Linked DNA regions of Sus scrofa: region 1 is linked to region 2. The links are chromatin contacts, called in public Hi-C maps. All regions are on one chromosome and are shown on one strand. Each heading gives the region's core, a stretch centred on a gene start, on an enhancer-like site or on the middle of the called end of the contact. The rest is flanking DNA. Distances are from core to core; before and after follow the strand shown.

Region 1 (4,644 bases), core at 788-3,287, 6.0 Mb after region 2:
TGGCTCAGTGGTTAACGAATCCGACTAGGAACCATGAGGTTTTGGGTTTGATCCCTGGCCTTGCTCAGTGGGTTAAGTGAGCTGTGGCGTAGGTAGCAGACGCAGCTCGGATCCTGCATTGCTGTGGCTCTGGTGTAGGCGGGTGGCTACAGCTCCAACTCGATCCCTAGCCTGGGAACCTCCATGTGCCGCAGCAGCAGCCCAAGAAATGGCAAAAAGACCCAAAAAAAAAAAAAAAAATTGCTGGGAAAAAAATTTGCTGAATGCCTCTATTTGTCTTAATACACTCCTCATACCTGAAGTTCTTTGAAACTGAGATACTTTCTCTTTCAATACTGTTTTGCCCCTTAACATAATCTTGGGAAATAAAATGTAGAAGTTAAATCTACAATTCATGGCTTCACCAACATCTCTGAAAATCAATAACATTCATGAGGCTTTACTTTGGATAGAAAACCAAAGATTGGAAAATACAAACTAAGGTGGAAAGAGCACAAGCTTGGCAATCAAAGACAATCAACATTCACCGTGGACTTCTGGCTAGGCCCTGCCAGCACAAGGAACATTTGTTGAGGGCTTACTATGAGCCAGAACGATGCCAAGTGCTAGCACTTAATGATTAACTCCTCAAAACAACCTTGGAAATTTACTATTGTTAACCGTCCTCAAATTTCACAAAAGAAATCAAGGTTAAGGGATGTGAAGTAATTTCCTCAAGCACTGGGCCCGCAAATCGGGGAGCAGGGGTTTCCAAATCCATCCCTTTTCCCATTGTATCTGAGCTCTTTGCCTTCACATTCCAACACTGTAACAGGAGAGGAACGTCAATTTGATTCAGTAACGTCTCCTTGGACCCTCGGTTCTCTCAGCTATAAAAATGGGGAGGAAAGCTCTACCAAAAAAAAAGACTTCTAAGATCAAGATGTAAAGGTCTGCTGTCCACTATACTCCAACAAAAAAATTTTGTGAGAACGTGAAGGTCTGCAAATGACCTAACACACGTAGTGACATTTCAGAAGCACTCACTTAAATCAACTGTACTTCAATAAAATTTTAAAAAAGCACTCACTGAATTATAGCATCTTTTTCACCTGAGGGCCAGCGCAGGCGCTGTACGTGTATACAGGTGTTTCTTCTCTACAGGGTCTTTTAACTTAAAACTGGGATCTTTTCCTGCTTATCCTTGTAACCTCTTCAGTGCACGCCTACTACCAGGCACAAAAACGCTTTTTTCCCCTCCCTTCTTTCCCACTCCTAGGTGGTGGTGGTGGTGTTGTTTTCCCACTCCTAGTGGTTAAAACATACACCCCATTCACCTCTTAGCACGCAAAGCATTAATTCAATACCTGCACAAAGACATTAGCATTTATTTTACCCTAGGAAAGACGAAGGGTAAGAAACACGGCAGTACATTCCCTTTTAGACTTGTTTTCTATTTCTCCCTGAGTTTTCACAATTATTACCCAACTTGTTCGACCTACCTCCTTATTCAAAAAGTTCGCTTTAAGGTAGTTTTCAACTTCAAGTCTCAACGATATTTTAGGGAAAACAGACATGTTCCTATTGCTTAGTTCTCCTCCTCCAAGAAAAATGCTGGACAACAGTCGTTTTTCTCTCTCTCCGAATTACAAGGAGCGTCTGGGCGATGAATCCCCCCCGCCACCGCCCGAACCCCAGCTCTCTGCTTACGCCAGGTTCACGTCGGAAACGCGGGGGGACCTCCAGGCCTTCTCTAGTTCAGCCAGAGAGAGCCAGAGCGGCTAGCGAGATGTAGTTTAGAGCAGCGTCCTCGCCTGACCTGAACCCAACCTAGGTCCCACCTTAGCCACGCTCACGGAAATCACTGCGAGGCCAGGCCACTCATGTTGCAGAGCGGGAAAAACTCGTGAATGACTCCTCTGTGAACTAGACAGGAGCTAGAAACCAGGCTGGCGCGAACTTGGTCACATCCAACTTAAACCCTGATTTCCAAACCCGCGGTCCCAGCTTCGCCACAGAGAGCCGCTTCCGGAGTGCGTCACTTCCGGCGACACACCTCTCCCCCCCTGCCCTCCAATCCGCAGCCGCCAGTTGCCTCTACGTCACGTCCCTAGAAGCTTCCCAGCTACGCCCGCGACGCGTCCCGGTGCCGCAGGCCTGAATGGGCGGGGCTTTAGGGGGAGGAGAAGGGGCTCTGCCTTGAAGAGTAAACTGATCCAGCAAAAGAGCAGATCCGGACGGGGAGAGCTGGATGCCAGGGCACCCGGGGAGGGTTGAGTCCTGCTGGCCCGTATTCGGTGAGGGACCAGTTACCTGCTAGGTGACCTCCAAAGAAAGGATGAAACCAGAGTTTCTTTTGACCTATCAGCCACCCTTGACGTTATGAAACTACCTTACGTCTCCTGGGCTTGTTGATGTGCCTTCAGCTGTGGATAAACAACATTATTCAAATTTATAACAAGTGGGTTAATCATGTTTTAATATCCATGAATGCTCAGGTGAAACTTTAAAACGCAGAGGTAGTTTTTACAGTTAGTTGAATAAAACTACCAATTACCTATATCATAGTTGAGTTATACTTTAAAAATCTGGGGAGACCTTTGGCATGATATTTGTTACAGAGGAGGAGAGATTCAAAGAGAGAAGGAACCTAATGAAAGTCACAGTATCCTATAATGGAATAGGAAAATAAAAATAGTCCACCTGTTGTCTTCCTTCCAAGAGGACGCTGGAAGAAGGTGGGAAACAGCTCTACTACACAGGCCGATCCAAGGGGAATCACTTTCCAATCATGGACCGGGAACAGAAAGGGAGAAATACATGTATAGTGCTGTATCTAACATGTTATATTAATTTTTAATTACGTGAGGGATACAGGAAGATATATAACTGTGCAAAATGTATTACATTGTTTCTTTGATGATTAATCTTAAACACAGTCTAGCTACTTTCAAATATGCTTAGAACACTCTGGGCCTGGAGTTTCTCAAGTCCTAATGACTGTTTTTCTCAGAGCCCTGGTATGGGTCACCTTAAGTTCCCATACAGATATGGGATGGACAGTGGCGGCAAGATGGCTCTGTTCTTTTCAAGCTCCCTATTTTCTTTTTCAGCACCCCTACACTGTCTCTGAGAATCAGGGTTTTTTGGAGCCACTGTAGTCGTTAACACAGAACTGTAGGACAAGTTTTTTCTTGAATCTTTTTCTCTTTAAATCTCACAGAGATGTTTTTAAAAGTATAATACTGGACTTCTCATTGTGGCTCAGCAGATGTCAAACCCCACTAGAATCCATGAGATGATGGGTTCAATCCCTGGCTTCGCTCAGTGGATTAAGGATCCAGTGTTGCTGTGAGCTGTGGCATAGGCTGGCAGCCGCAGCTCTGATTGGACCTTTAGCCTGGGAACTTCCATATGCCACAGGTGTGGCCCTAAAAAGAAAAAAAAAAAAGTATAACACCTATTTTATATGATACATTGACAAGGTTTCACTTACATCCATTACACAGCTCAACAGCTCTGGACAGTAGTTATCATTACCTTTTATCAAATGAGTAAAAGCAAACTCCCAGAGCTGAAATAACTCTCAGAGCCTGAACAGGAGTAGAGGGTAGGAGCAATCTACAAAAGGAGGGGACATGTACCCCTATGTCACCCACCACAGTTTTAACAGCTTTAACTGCCACAGCCACAGCAACTTGGATTCCGAGCCGCGTCTGCAACCTACACCACAGCTCACGACAACGCTGGATCCCCTGTGGCCGGAGATCATACCCACATCCTCATGGATACCAGTCAGATTTATTTCTGCTGAGTCACGATGGGAACTCTCCAGCACACAATTTCTAACACACATTTTCTCCCCAACGACAAGTAACTGTGTTGTCTTATGTTTTTTCTGTTAATTTTTTTTCAAACCTACAATACTTTACATGATTGATGGCCTGTTTGCCCCATTCCTGAAATATCTCTAATATCAATCAGAACAGTAATGAGCAACAGAAAACAATTTGGAAAGTGTTGGATTAAACCATAGTAGAATATATTGCAGTTAAAAAATGTTGGCTTCTTTCTGTACTGAAGTCGGGCCTCATTTTCCATATGCTTCTCTTGCTTAATTTCTTACCTCTTTCTGCTTTTGCTCCGGCTTTGTGAAATATATGATTTAGAGTAGATTCTGAGGCTTGATGGTTGCCCTGAAATCTTCCTTACAGACAGGAGGGTTTTGGTTTGTTGTTAATTTACTTTCTAGTTCCTGCTCAGTAAAAAGGCTGGCAGGTTTTACTGAAGTGACATCTTTATCATAGGCTTATAAGTGTTTTTAAAATAAGATAGGCTCCTCCTGACTATAAAGATAACACAGGCTCATTCTGAGGAGAATTAAAACAGTATGAAATACATAGAGAAAAAAGTTCACCTTTAACCAATGTCTACATATTCATGAACAGCCTTTAAGATATGTTAGATGCCTGCACATTGTTACACATGTTTATATGCAGTTTTCCAGAAGACAGGATTGTATCATGTTTTTTCCACAGGCTTACCATCCCCCTGCTCCCAACACACAATTTGCACATTATTCTGTGTCAGTGAATACAGAGGTACATCATTGTAAAGGACCACTTGTATTCCATCTGACGGCTATACTTTAATTTACTCAACCCT
Region 2 (4,615 bases), core at 1,503-4,002:
GATCCTGCATTGCCAGGAGCTGTGGTGTAGGTCACCTACGAGGCTCAGATCCTGCGTTGCTATGGCTGTCACATAGGCCAGCAGCTGCAGCTCCAATTCAACCCCTAGCTTGGGAACACAGGTGCGGCCCTAAAAATGCAAAAAATAAACAAAAATAAAACTTAAAAAATAGTTTTTAAAATGGCACATCACATGTTATAAATATTACATATACTATATATATATAATCACAATAAAATACTTTTTAAAGTTGAGTTTAAAAAGCTAATGAGTGTTTTACTTGTAGGATGATATGACTGCAAACATTATGATTAGAAGGTATGCCAACTGAAACAAGGGGATCACTGTCATAGAAGTTGCCTCAAATTCCAGTTGTCTAAAAAGTGATGTAAAGTAGACCACCTGCCACAAAAACATACTCAAATAACTTAAAATTCCATTATTTGTGTGTGAGTTACAAACGATATTGAAACACTACAGCTTACTGACTGAATGCTTAAAAAATCCAAACACATGGATAATAATTTTAGAATAAAGTAACAAAGATGTGTTCTTCCCAAAAAAATCTGTCATGCTTTCCAATGTTTCTTTCAAAAATCTAAAGTTTAAAACTCTTGAATATTATGAAATCAGAATCTGATGTAAAACTGTGAAATCACTACAGACATTCTGGCTTTTCCAGATTTTTATTAGGTTGTTTTCTTGTACTATTTTAATTGCACAAATATCATTTCAAAAAGGCCTTGCTAGTCAAAGGCTTTTTCCAGTAGGTGTCTCACTTTTACCAGTCTTATTCAGGGTGATAGTAGGTTTGCCATCCCAACAAGTGATAGTAGGTCTGCCATCCCAACAAGTAAGAAACAGCTAACATGTGCCTGGCTCTGTGCTCTTACTTTTGAAAAGCTCAGCTGCTTATCTTTCTCAAGGACACCTTGAACTTTTGCTTAAAGATGTGTTCTTTTTTATTCCAATGAACTCCAAACAAATTTTAGGGGGCTCCTGGAAACTAGTAAAGACTTTAACTCAAAGTAAGAATTTTAATGTAATTTGACCTGAAAACCAAACTAAACCTGAAGATCCATGTCTGTACTGAACAGACTTACCTTGAGGATGTAGGATTTGTGGTTTTTTTTCACCAGAATGGTACCAAGGATTTAAGATTTGGGGCAGCCTTCAGTGTGTTACTTTAGGAAAGTTGGATTAAGAACCAAATGCAGTAGAGGACTTGAAGAGTTTCAAGTCAAGGAGTTTCCGGCGTGGCGCAGTTGTTAACGAATCCAACTAGGAACCATGAGGTTGAGGGTTCTATCCCTGGCCTTGCTCAGTGGGTTAAGGATCAGGCGTAGCCATGAGCTGTGCTGTAGGTGTCAGATGCGGCTTGGATCCCGCGTTGCTGTGGCTCTGGCTCTGGCGTACGCTGGCAGCTACAGCTCTGATTAGACCCCTAGCCTGGGAACCTCCATATGCGGCGGGAGCGGCCCAAGAAATGGCAAAAAAAGAAAAGAAAGAAAAAAAAAGAAAAAAGAAAAAGGAGTGCTATTGCTACGGTCCTCGGCACAAGTCTTAAACCATCCCTCCCACCTTTCCTGACCTCCCTTGAAACCCCACCGGCCGGGTACCTGGATAGTCTCCAAAGCCAGACTCTTTTCCATGCTCTTAACTTGGTTCAGGAAATGGATCAGCCACGTCTTGCTAAGCTCGATGTCCTCTCCTCCCGTCTTCAGGCAGTACCGGAGCCGCATGGCTTTGGCCTCCAGGACTAACTGGCTTGGGCCCAAACTCTCACCTAAGAGGGTTCCTCCTAGGATGATGGCCAGGTAGACCATACCACTTGGCTAGGCTGTAGATGGGGAGAGTGATGTTTCACAGGCTGAGGTCTCTGTTTTCCAGGCGAACAAGAGTGGGTTGGAGGGGACCCACAGCCGCGGTTCATGGAGCAGACCTCATTGTACTAGATCTAAGTTCCTTCCCCACCCCCACCCCTGACGGACAAACCCCGCACCGCCTCGTCCAATTTATTAATTTCAGACACGGCTTCTTATTCTAGCAGCGAGGCGGTGCTGGAGACAACTAGGACCCAATTGAACTCGGTGCTCTTCCTGGAGAAGAAGAAATGAGTCCTTGGCGGTGAAACGGCCGTGCACAAAGCGTCGCTCAGCCTTGGCCGGGCTCCCTATGTCTTCTTCTGCATCCTTGGGCAGGTAAATCAGGCCAGAGCCGACGAGGGCCGTCAAAACCGTGGGCAGCAGCAGGAAGACCCAGGGGCGCGAGCCCACCTCCCATTTCAGCGGCCGGAAGGCACGGGACAGGGGCGTCTCCAGGCAGTTGGCGCGGCGGCGGGGCTTCGCGAACACCAAGGGCTTTGGCAGAGACCGCGCCCAGCCGAACTCAGGTTCCGGTCCCTGACTGGACGTCCAGTGCTGCGGCGGCGGCGGCGGAGACCCAGGCTGCCCCGGCAGCTGCGAGCCCCCCTCAGGCCCCGCCTCCGACTCCCGCCGCTGGGATGCTGAGCCCGGCTCCTTCCCCGCCTCCCACCGGGGCTCCTCCTCCTCCTCCAGCGCAACCTTAGCGGAGCTAAGGCTGGTTTCTCAGCGTGAAAGGCCACTGTCTCAACCTTCTCAAGCTGGGTCGCAGGTCAGACAAGGAGCGCCCTTCTCCACCCCACCTAACCGTTTCCTGGAGGAAGTCTGCGGGAGTCCGTTTGAGCTCTGGCTGCTCGTTCCGGGATGCTGGGGCTTCGTTGGGAGGCGCATGGTAGCTTAACTAGCCCTAAATTTGTCCCTGGCGCCCATCCTCTCAGGAGTCAGTTAATACGAGGAACCCTTCCTAAAGGCGAGTGATTTGGCTTGTTCACAGGCGCGTGCACAAAGACACAGACACACAGCACAGATAGTACATGTGCTCTTAGTGGCAGCCTTTACCTTGCGGGGGGAGGGGGTGTGGATCTTCCAGAAGCATGGTCCTCAGGGTAAGGCTTTGGTGAATCCGGTACACCTAATTTAGTTGTTTTTATTTTTTAGCTACAGACGTAACATTCTCCTTGTAAAAATTAGAAGTAAATGCATAGAGTGAAAAGTGAAGAAAAAAAAAAAAAAAACCAACCCTAAACTCAACCCTAAAACGTCCTTCTCTCCCATTCCTCTTAATGCAAGGGTTTAGAAGTGGGTATTTATCCTTACAGTTTTCTTTGCATTTGTAGGCATATCAAAATAGATGTAAATATGTACTTTTCATTAATATTGCACTGTATATGCAAATCACCAAATTTGTCAAAGTTTCTTAGCCTGGGAGTGTGTGTAGCTTTATCTTAACACTTTTCAACTGCTCTATACTTTTCCAGTCTATAAGTGAGACATTACTTAGCCATAACCTAATTTCATAACAACCTGAGGATTATTTAGAGTGTTTTGCGATATCAACAATGCTAAGTGAATGAATGTTTTTTATTCAGAGTACAAGAATTACATTTGTGAGAATTTTTTTTTGGCTTTTTGCCCTTTTTTAGGGCCGCACCTGCGGCATATGGAGGTTCCCAGGCTAGGAGTCTAATCGGGGCTACAGCTGCTGGCCTACACCACAGCCACAGCAACACGGGATCCAAGCTGCATGTGCGACCTACACCACAGCTCAGGGCAATACTGGATCTTTAACCCACTGAGCATGGCCAGGGATCAACCCACATGCTCATGCATACTAGTCAGATTCATTTCTTCTGTACCACAGTGGGAACTCCCGCTAAGGGTTTTTTCTTTTAGCTGTTCAGTAGAAATACTTGTCGTGAGGTCTATAACTTATTAAACTCTCAGTGGCCATCAGAGAAAGTCCTCTTATCCTGATAGCTGTCTTCCTAGACCTCTGCAGCACCACCTGCTGGTTAATTGGCCTAAGGAAATTAGAACTCTTCAGTAAAAAAGAAACTTCTTAAAAGTACTTTAAAAAAGTAATTTATTAAGTGTATACTGTGGACTCTTACAAAACAACTTAGCTCTGGAAGGTTTTGGATGCAGCTGGGCCTCAGGAACACCTGGAACCAAGCCTTGAATGTCATCAATGCTACCCGTGGCTGGTCATTTTTCCTGTCTGCCTTGGATCTCTTCTCTTTCAATGCAAATGAATTTTTCCCCAAACGTCTACCAGCAGATCGGAGTTTGAATCTTCATAAGTTCCCAATTCTGGTTCCAAAATTCTAGGAAAAGGACACTGATTGGCTTAGCCTGAGTCATGTGCCTGTTTATAGACCAATCGACTGAGTCCAAGAAATGAATCGACAGTAACATCTCTGTCAGTTTATCTCTCTTAGTCCAATCAACTGTATCATTGTGTCTCCCACCATACCCATGAATACTGGGACAAGATTAGCTCCTATGGAAGGGACGCAGATGTGTCCAGAAAGGATGGAGGCCATATTTGACCAAACTTGAGATTTGCTCTCCGTGGATTACTAAATCATTATTCCAACCTCTCCTTTCCCCAGCCACACAGGAATAGGTCAGAAAATTTAAAGCAATCTAAAGGACTCTTCTTTAGTACTTACCCACATATCTTTATACCAGTACTGGGATTTTTTTTTTTTTTTTTGGCTTTTTGCCATTTCTTGGGCCGCTCCTGCAGCATA

What was found. A called contact is a pair of places that touch in the nucleus more often than the background predicts.
Region 1: a contact with region 2 is called in a Hi-C map of fetal skeletal muscle, with 6 times the contacts expected there. The contact joins the promoter of LOC100524391 here to the promoter of PTCHD3 in region 2. A contact is called at or near these places in 9 of 47 Hi-C or Micro-C datasets (fetal liver, fetal skeletal muscle, heart right ventricle and 6 more).

Annotation. Positions count from the first base shown.
Region 1 is chr10:44,955,987-44,960,630 of Sscrofa11.1, forward strand. It overlaps LOC100524391 (putative methyltransferase NSUN6), which reads right to left and starts at 2,038. Exons shown (of 14, transcript XR_002336345.1): 1 at 1,482-2,038.
Region 2 is chr10:38,934,731-38,939,345 of Sscrofa11.1, forward strand. It overlaps PTCHD3 (patched domain-containing protein 3), which reads right to left and starts at 2,753. Exons shown (of 5, transcript XM_021064277.1): 1 at 2,666-2,753; 2 at 2,116-2,590; 3 at 1,927-2,114; 4 at 1,620-1,924. The coding sequence starts at 2,753.